Regions from separate parts of the Mus musculus genome. Here region 2 is linked to region 1. The links are chromatin contacts, called in public promoter capture Hi-C maps. All regions are on one chromosome and are shown on one strand. The core of a region is the stretch at or near the end of the contact, and the rest is flanking DNA. Distances in the headings are between cores, read along the strand shown. Region 1 holds the start of Gpr33 (G protein-coupled receptor 33). Region 2 has its middle 18 kb from the start of Gm40425.

What was found. Promoter capture Hi-C pulls out the DNA fragments that hold promoters and counts their contacts.
Region 2: a promoter capture Hi-C map of liver shows a contact between it and region 1, with 8 times the contacts expected there. The contact joins the enhancer-like site here to the promoter of Gpr33 in region 1. A contact is called at or near these places in 2 of 39 promoter capture datasets (hippocampal neurons and liver) and 4 of 484 Hi-C or Micro-C datasets (cardiomyocytes, cerebral cortex and cortical neurons).

Annotation. Positions count from the first base shown.
Region 1 is chr12:52,025,059-52,030,187 of GRCm38.p6, reverse strand. It overlaps Gpr33 (G protein-coupled receptor 33), which reads left to right and starts at 2,125. Exons shown (of 2, transcript NM_008159.2): 1 at 2,125-2,254.
Region 2 is chr12:54,565,801-54,570,929 of GRCm38.p6, reverse strand. No RefSeq gene overlaps it. Among named protein-coding and RNA genes, the nearest start is that of Gm40425, 18 kb to the right of the region's middle. Within about 2 kb of position 2,254, at least 59 of the 459 cell types and tissues checked have an H3K27ac peak or open chromatin away from gene starts, as enhancers often do. A contact at or near this core is called in liver, where this site is marked.

The sequences.
Region 1 (5,129 bases), core at 876-3,375:
AACACTGTAGAAAACACACAGACCACTTGAAGAAATGACTTCCCTTCTATGGCTTCGTTGGGGATATGACTGTTCATTTGTCTTTCACTTTTAATTAAGTCAGGTGATTTCAAGTCAAGAAACTGATCTGTGTCCTTGGCTCCAACCACAGTATGAACCATATAGAAATGAAAAGCCAAGGGCTCTCAGCCAAGGGCCCTGGCTGCCCTGCAGAGGACACTGGTCCAATTCCCAGCACCCACATAGTAGCTCACCACCATCTACAACACTGGTTCCAGGGACTCTCACACCCTCTTCTGTCCTCTTAGGTCACCAGGCACACATGTGGTGCACAGGCATACACGACAGCAAAACGTCCACGCATATAAAAAATATAATTTTTAAAAGATTAAGAAATGAAGAAACGGACGATGTTGCTGAGGAGCCTGAATACCTATTGTGTCTAAGGCCTGGAACATCTCTCTCCAACATCCCTCAACTACTCAGTTCAGGTAGCATCTTCAACAACTGTAAACATTTCGGGCAACTACTTTGAATTATTTATCTTGTTTGTCTCAGTTTGCACACTGTCTGGCAGGCTAGAGTATTCATAAATATTTCTTGAATTATGGCATTCGGATACATTTGCTCCAGCCCAGTGGACTTGTAAGTGTGCATTCTGTTGCAACTTACATAATGCCAGTACCAACTCAACTGTTATTCATTCAATACTTGCCCTGTGCCTGCCATTGTACTGAGCCTTTTAGACGTATTTCACTTTATCCCCACAAGGGTAATCAAAAAACAACAACAAAAACAACTCATTCCTGTTCTTTTTTTTTATGTTAACATATGAAGAGGCTGAGACTCTGATAATGTGCAGAGAGATACAGATAGCCCTATAATAGAGATAGAGGCACCATTGGGATTTCTACACGGGGTGTGGCAGCTCCCTCTGCCCTGTATTATACAGTCACTATCATTCCCACAAGCTGTGCATTGGAATTTTTAGTGCACATTATTTTCACCCCAGCTTCTTTATTAACTGTTAACAGAATCTAGGATGGGCTCTCAGAGAGTTTCAAGGGTCTCAACTCCTTCATCTGTGGAAAGGGAGTTTAATGAAAAACCTATCATGATTTGCTTAACCCCTCTGGGACTTAGTCTACTAATGTTCAGAACAAGCAGGTTTGGACCCGGTAATTCCCCGTTACATATGGATCTATACATGAACCCAAAAGCCTCCAGAGGAAGTCCTTTCTAAAATGTAGTAATAAGTTTGAACGTCATCCTTAGCCTACCAAGAAGATCTGTAGCTCAGTTGAAGGTCACAGACAGGAATGAATTAAGATCTAAGATTTAAGCCAATTTCAAATAAGTCTGTAGTCTAGCTGTGAAAGCATTAAGTTCTGAGTAGACAGAATAGACGGTGGCTCTTACTCCCAAGCTTTCACCACTGAAGATACACTGTTTCTGATGCATTTTCTACTCTGGCAGTGATGAGAGGAAGAAGAAAGGACCATGAGGCTGGCACTGAGGTGGATCTGAAATGGGGGAGGGGGACTAGAGAGAGGAGTGAACCAGCAATGAATGGTTCACAGAGTCCGTCGTGCTGTAAGATAATGACTCGGCTCTGTCCCCCAACAACTGTCCAGATGCAACCATTCTGTCTACCACTCTTCCTCTTTCCAGACTGAACGACGACAGTCTTTGACCTGTCACCTTCATTCTGCTTAGTGTGAGAACCAGAGTTTAAGTTTTTCTCTTTAACAATTTTCTTTCCAGCGAGATCAGATAGTTAAGTTCCAGATTCTATAACACCCAGGGCTCGTGCCTACCGTCTTGCTGTGTATCTACCGTTGATGGCCCATAAGCCAATGAAATCTCCAAAATCAAACCTGCCTGGTGGGATGAACAGACCTGAGGATGGAATTGAAACCAGTGTCTTAACACCTGACATTATCCTATTAACCTTAACTGAAATGATTGTTCACAGAATTTTTTGACTCTCATTTTGAAATCGAGAAATGGTTTGGAGAAGTACTTCTGTCTTGGACTCCACCTCCACAGCAGTATGTTCTACAGAAAAGAAACCGGAGGAGTTGAAAGACTCTGTGAACTTGTCAAAGGCAAGACTAAAGAGCAGCATCCACCAGAAAGGGATGAGAGGAACAAAATAAAGGCAGAATCTCCAGTTGCTGCCCCTTCCCCCAGAGAGAAGACTGTTGGACACTGTGGCATCTCAGACTACTTGGCATGAAGACACAGCTCTGAGGTAAGACCCCTGGGCCCAGCAGGATTCTCAGCTTCCTAAAGATCAGCTAGTCTGAGGCTCCTGAGGCTTTCCTCCAGACGCAGCTCAGTGTCTCTGGAAGCTCTGGAGGCTCTAGAAGCTGCTCCAGCCAAAGCTACCAATGCATCAAGAGAAGAAGATCTGAGAGTGTAGCTAGAGAAGATAGACTCTCAGAGGTTCCGTACAAGTGCTTCCGGAAAGAGAGAAATAGAGTCTGTAGCTTTAAAAGGGTTAAATGAGGATTTGATTGGTTTTACTCTAACAAGTTGAGCAAAATGGCACGTTTAAATAACAAATATTAGGCCTGTGGTGGTGGCATGCACCTTTAATCCCAGTACCTGAAAGGCAGAAGCAAGCAGACCTCTGAGTTTGAGGCCAGACTACAAAGTAAATTCCAGGACAGCCAGGGCTACAGAGAGAAATGTTATCTCAAAAAAACTAAAAAACAAAACAAAACAAATAAACAAACAAACAAAAAAACCTAAAAACTGTCATCAGCCATTTTAGGCACTAAGTTCACTGCCCCATTCAGTCTTCATAAAAACTCTAAGGGGTTAAAGAGGTCACAGAGCTAGTAGAGTAGACTCAAAATTATACTCCAGTGCTTCAAGCCATCTTAAAAGGTGTTCAAGAATGAAGAACTTCTCTTAACTTCTGCATCACACAGTGGGTCTTTATCCACACATATTCATCACATACACACAATACTAATACACGTTGTTGTTTTTTTTAAGTTTTTCAAGACAAGGTTTTTCTGTGTATTCATGGCTATTCTGGAACTCACTCTGTTCCAGTCTGGCCTCAAAACTCAGAGATCTACCTGTCTCTGTCTCCCAAGTGCTGGGGTTAAAGGCATGTGCCACCATGCCTGGTAGTAGTATACCTTTCATGCTAAAAATCATGACGAATTTTCATAGTATATTCAATACATTAATGCTTCCAAGAACCTTATGTAAAATGCAAAGCCACCAATTCTAATTACAGAACAAAGTTTTTATTCTGTTTAAGTTTATATTAACTTCAGACACTAGAGTTCAGCCTCACAAGTCAACAAATAAAGCATCCAGAAACTCAGCTTTCTATATGCATATACACTGAGAGATATCAAACACACACAACACAGACACACCAACACCACACATGTACCACTTGCACATATGGACACACAAGAACAGATATACACTTAAGCAATGCATAATATACATACACACACATACACACACACTTCACAAATACACTACAGATGACATACACAGACTTACATGGGCACACACAGAACTTTAGATATATAATCTATGGATAAAAATACACCCCACAGTGAAATGCTTACTATATATGCACCTGCATACACACAAATGCACCACAGATGCACAGACTACAGGTATTATACACACACTGAGAGAGAGAGAGACAGAGAGAGAGACAGAGAGAGAGACTGAGAGAGAGACTGAGAGAGACAGAGACAGAGAAACAGAGAGAGACAGAGGGAGAGAGGGAGAGACTGAGAGAGAGACAGACACAGAGAGAGAGAGACAGAGAGAGAGAGAGAGAGAGAGAGAGAGAGAGAGAGAGAGAGAGAGAGACTGAGAAAGTCTCCAGGGATTCGTTTCTCCTATCCACTCAAGCCCCAGTATCTACACACTTCCTGCCAACCTGTTCTTTACATTTCAGTTGCCACCAGTCTTTTCTCCCCATCTCCCCTCAAGTAGGGAACCCAAGCTCTTTTCCTTTGTTGCCCAGTGGAGTCACCAACCCATGCTAATTGTAGGTTAACAGGACAGAGTATTCTACACACACAGGCACAGCAAGTGGGCTGTAAATAAGTGTTAGAAAAGCCCTTGCTGACATCCTCAGAGCTCTCTGCCTCCACCCTTTCTTCTCTACTGGACATCTGCAAGGCTCCTGGCTTTTCCTGTGTCTATCACCCTCCCTCTTCCTACCTCTTAAGGTCCCAGGACCTTCGCACAACCTCTTCATGAGTGCTGCTTTTACACTCACCGTTGCTTATACATAGCATCACTGTTCATTCTTCCTAATACAGACCACTAAAGTATTTTTCTACAAAAGAGAATCATTTTCTGCTTTGCAGAACCTTACAAGTTTTATTTGTGCTTTGTGTTTTGGTTTTGCTTTGGTTTTGGTTTTGGGGGCCTTAGGGGGATTGTGGATATTTTATTTGTTTGTTTGGGGTTAGTTGGTTGGTTGTTTTGTTTTGTTGGTTTTTGGAATCTCTCTACATGCCCTGGCTGTCTTGGAACTTATTATCTAGGCCATGCCAGCCTTGAACTCACAAAGATCCACCTGCCTCTGCCTCCCAGGTGCTGGAATTAAAGTCATGTACCACAGAGCCTGTCTAGAAGGCTCATTTAACTTTAAGAAACTGTAGGTTTCATTTCATTTTTCTTTTCAGTGTGTGGGTGTTCATATTTGGAGGTCAAAGGAAAGCCCTCTGGTGACATCTTCAGGACGACAGTCTGCCTCCTTTGAGATGATGCCTTTCTCTGGCCTGAAGTTCATGTATTAGTCTAGACTGGCTGACCATCAAGCTCCAGGAATCTGCATCTGCCTCTGCCTCTGCCTCTGCCTCTGCCTCTGCCTCTGCCTCTGCCTCTGCCTCTGCCTCTGCCTCTGCCTCTGCCTCTGCCTCTGCCTCTGCCTCTGCCTACCTCTACCTCTGCACTTGGAATACAGTATCTGTTTTATTTAGATGGGACTCCCATGTGCCACAGTGGAGTTGTGGTGGAAGATGTGGGTGGACAGAAGAAATTTAACCATTTTAAGCTCTATTTTCTCCTCTTCTTGAAGACCTGCCTCAATCCTGTTTGTTGAAGCCCATGTCAATAATTCCAACACACTA
Region 2 (5,129 bases), core at 1,005-3,504, 2.5 Mb before region 1:
TGTAACTGAGGCTGCACCTTCACCAATGGCCTTCCATGGCCGCTCACAGTGCTGAGCCTCAGCTGCTCTGCACGACCCCTTCATGCCTTCAAAACCAGTACCACCTGGGTGACTCTTATACATTACCAAGTCCTGCTGCTGCATGAGATACAACTTTGGCTATCTCTGGAACACAGCCTCTTTGTGCTTTCAGAAAACACTTCCTAGAAGATGTCACCTCAACCATGCTGGTCTCTTCTTAATCACTGCTAATTTCTTAGTTCCAGCTAACCAGCATCAATAGTCTCAGCAATGCAAAGGTTTCACTTTAGTAGTTCTGGTGTCTTGTTAATCACAACTTATTCTTCAGCCACAGCTAACCAGAAACAAAATCTTCACAATCAAATTAGCAATGGCCCCGATAAGAGTCTTTAATCTTCCCTCTGAAATTTCACAAGCCAAGACTCCATCTTCTGCACTGTTCTCAACATTATCTTCCAAGCTCCCACACAACATCCCACAGAGCTCTTAACACTGAATGGATCTTCTAGCCTGAAGTTCCAAAGTCCTTCCACAGTCCTCCCCAAAACATGGTCAGGTTGTCAAAGGAATACCCCACTATGCTGGTACCAATTTGTCTTAGTCAGGGTTTCTATTCCTGCACAAACATCATGACCAAGAAGCAAGCTGGGGAGGAAAGGGTTTATTCAGCTTACACTTTCCACATTGCTGTTAATCACCAAGGAAGTCAGGACTGGAACTCAAGCAGGTCAGGAAGCAGGAGCTGATGCAGAGGCCATGAGGGATGTTACTTACTGGCTTGCTTCCCCTGGCTTGCTCAGCCTGCTCTCTTATAGAACCAAGACTACCAGCCCAGAGATGGCACCACCCACAAGGGGATCTCCTCCCTTGATCACTAATTGAGAAAATGCCTTACAGCTGGATCTCATGGACGTATTTCCCCAACTGAAGCTCCTTTCTCTGTGATAACTCCAGCCTGTGTCAAGTTGACACAAAACTAGCCAGTACAGTCCATTTTCACCATGGTGAGAAGCATGGCAGCATGCAGGCAGACATGGTGCTGGAGAAGGAGCCGAGAGTTCTACATCAGGATCCACAGATAACAGGAAGAGAGAGTGACACGGCCTGGTTTGAGCATCTGAAATCTCAAAGCCCACCCCAGTGACACACTTCCTTTAGGCCATACCTACTCCAACAAGGCACACCCTCTAGTTAGTGCTCTTCTCTAGGAGCCTATGGGATCCATTTTCATTCAAACCACTACAGGCTTGAAACCTAGGACAAATGGCCAACTGAGGTATCTATTGAACACATCAAAGGACAATCAGGTTCTCCCAGCGTTCTTCAGTCCCTACCTGTTATAGGGTATGGATGTCATAGCCTGTCCCCTACCCTAAACTTCTGTAGCCCAGGGGCTGGGCTGCTCTTCCCTATATAATTCAGCCATTTTGGTTACTTGACCTTTACCCTCCAGGTCTCTTGATTTGGCTCTCTTCTCTCCTCCCCCTTCTCCTCACATGACTTGGCTCAGGGTCCTGTTCATTCTGGATGTTCACAGATATGTCTGCCTCTAGTTTTGTTGTGTCTCCTATCTATAATAAACCTTCCCATCTAATATGCCTAGGAACAGTCATGCCCTTTTTCATTTCTTGTTTTTTATTCAGGCAGTGTCTTTACCGTACCCCTCCTCCCATACACACAGGAGTGGAGTTAGGAAGAACCCATATGGCAGCTCAGCTTTGGACTCATTGGCAGCCTGTGATGGGCTGAACTTGGCTGCTCGAGGTTGGATTGAGGCATGGTGGTTTGTTACTTTTAAGATCTAGTTTTCAGTTTTCTGAGCTGATTTTAAACTTGCAAACCAAAACCAAAACCAAAACCAAACCAAACCAAAACAAACCCAAACAGCAGCAGCAGCAGCAGCAACAACAACAACAACAACAACAGAACCAAACAAAAATCTTAAACTCAAAGTACCGAGGCAATCTTAGGCCAACACTCTTGTACTTAGGGAACATTCCTGACAAATCCTTTTGTCTGGAAGCAAAGCTTCAAAGGGTTTGTGGCTTTTCAGCTCCTGAAAGACTGGTTGAGGCAAGCTGGAGTTTCCCTCTCTTATCTGTGTGATAAACTATCTTATCTCCACTTCCCCCTCCCTCCCTGCCTTGATCTGTGGTTTGTTGCTAAGCCACTGTTTGGGGCAGGTGAGGCTAAGAAACTCACATGGCCCCGATTGTACCCAGTTCCTAACAAAGACAGGTTTGAGCTGGTTCCAGGGAACAGCTTCTAGCTCTGGCGCATCCAGTGACTTTCTGCTGCTCTCTGGACAAAAGTTTTCACGTGGTCTCTGTTGGGGTTCAGGAATTGCCACATAAACTACTCAGACTCCAGTTTCAGTTAAACAAGGCTGGTTTATTGAATGCACTCCCCAAGACTGATCGATCAGGGTCATAGCTTAGCCTTGGGAGCTAAGATTGGACCATGAATATTTCCCAGGGCCAGCTTATATGGAAAAACCATAATGAACTCTCAACCCGTACAGGGATGGCTGCTGGGTGGTTGGCCTTTTTCCAAGAGTTTGTTTGTTTGTTTTTTAATAGTTAGGACATAACAGTTCAAACTGACCTCTCTTTTGATTGGTCCTGAGTGAGGTTATGGTTGTGGAACATAGGGTATGCGGTCAGCTTGACCCTGCTCTGAATCAAGCTATTTTTCTATGTCAGTATTACAGCAACAATATGAAATACCTGGCAGGCAGATTACAACAGCAGTATGGACTGACTGGCAGGCCTGGAACAAAATGGCTACAGCTATGTTGGGGAAGCAGGCTTCAACAGTCCCCAGCTGACTAAGGAGACAGGACTGGGTGTAACAAACGGCACGGGTGTGAAGGAACATTCTGTTGCTTGGATTCCCATGTGGAGAAATCACAAGGCTCACAGAAGTGTCATGGAGAAGTCAGTGTGCTCCAAGCTCTGCATTGGAATTTCAGCTCTCATAGTTGTGCCCCACACACTCTTTCAAGGTTTCCCTTCTAGTTAGCCATTGAATCCTACCATCCCATAATTTTAATTATTTATTTATTTATTTATTTATTTATATTTTATTTTATTATTTTTTTGCTGAAGCCAGATGTCCTGTTCCTCAGATCTGCCAGTTTGGATTTTCCATGTAAAGACTTATTAAGATTAGCATAGCTTGTCCTTCCTGCTCTCAGATTCTGTAGAAAGGAGCGTAGCGGGCTGGCTCAGAGTGTGGAGTCTAGGTTCAAGACTCTTCTGACACTGACAAGACCAGGGCATGTGGTGGAGCCTTGTAAGGGTGAAATGTGGTGACTCTGTGTGCATACTCTGTGTGCTTCCTGTGGCATAAATATAATGAATGCTAACTGTCTTAGTTTTTAAACACTCTCTAGTCACTCACTAAACATTTTGTTCTAGATTCTCACCAGCATTGGGTTCTGTGCCCTGGAGCTGACTACATTTTCCCTGATTTCACGTTCTATGAGAATCTGCAGACAGAACCACAGGAGTCACAGGGTGGGAGGGGAAAAAGCAGTCTGAAAGGCTATGCTTTGGGCTGATCAAGGGTGTCTGTCCTACATAAAGCAAAGTCTTCTCTGCTTCCAGTAAAGTCTAAATGCTTTGCCAACCACAGGAAACGATAACAGCAGCGGCGGCGGCGGCGGCGGCGTCGGCGTCGGCGGCAGCGGCAGCGGCAGCAGCAGCAGCAGCAACAACAGCATAAAAGTTTGCATCCTGAGATAGATCAGAAGTGTCTAGGAATGTTTCCTATAAACTTGGGCTTCCCGCTCTGAGCCAGCTTCACCCTTGATTTTCACTATTTGATGTCTGGAGCCGTGGTTGAGCTTTGCGACTGTCAGCCATAGGAGTAAGGCGCCCTTTTCCTACCCCCACTTGGACTGGTGTGAACTTGGCAACTTATGCAAGACTGTTTTCCTTTACATCTTTGTTACAGCCTCATCGCTTATCTGAGATCTTGCTTTATCTGAGATCTGTGGCTTTAGTTACTCACTCAAATTACTGTGAAAAATCCCAGGCATTAAAAACAAAACACTCTGTAAGTTTCCCATTGCACGGTGCTCTGGGTAGCCTGACGAGATCATAGGCTGTCCTCTTCTGTCCTCCCTGGGGTGCACATCACCCTTGGCTCAGCATATCACATGTACTGACCATCTTAATCATTAGCTTGCCAGAGCTCTTACTTCAGTGGCTCTTACACAGATGTCTACTGCTATGTCACAATGCCCTGACCTTCATCTCAGGGCATGGCATTAAGCAAGTATTGGGTCACACTATCAAAAGGCTGAACACGGTTCAGTACGTTGTGGGAGACAGACCATATTCACACACCTTCTATTACAGATGCTGTCAAACTTATTCTTTTTAAATTAGCTGTTTTTAATCTTTTACTATTCTTACTTTTTAGGTTAGGCTTCATTCATGGGTACACATGTAAGGAAAACCCAGCATATATGGGATTTAGTACTGTAGTGGTTTGGACAGGAAATGTCTCCCACAGGCTCATGAGTTTGAACAATTGTTCCCAAGCTGGGAAGTTGTATAGTCCTCAGGAAGTGGAGTGGGGTTGGTGAAGTAGGCCACCAGAGTGGGCTTTGAAGGTTACACTTGCTTCCTGATCTGCCCTGCTCTCTCTCTTCCTGCCTGCTGGGCTTCGAGCAAGCAGATTCCACATGTCACTATAGACTAACTCACTCTGCTTCACCTTCTTGTCCTGATGAACTATGACCCTCTGCATCATGAGCCAGAATAAATGTTTCTTCCCTTAAGTTGCTTTGGTTAGGTATTTTGTTATAGAAAGACAAGCAATTACTCTAGATGCTATCCGAGCTCTCAGGCACCCACTGGAAGTTTTGAGACATAACCCTTTTAGCGCACTACCTTAGCTTTGTGATGTAAGAGGGAGGGAAGGCTTCAGATGTAGCTGAGATGTGTAGTATTTTATTTTGGTTAATATGCAAAATAATAGATTTTGCCAGGCGGTGGTGGTACATGCCTTTAATCCCAACACTTGGGAGGCAGAGACAGGTGGATCTCTGAGTTCAAGGCCAGCCTTGTCTACAGAGTGAGTTACAGGACAGCCAGGGC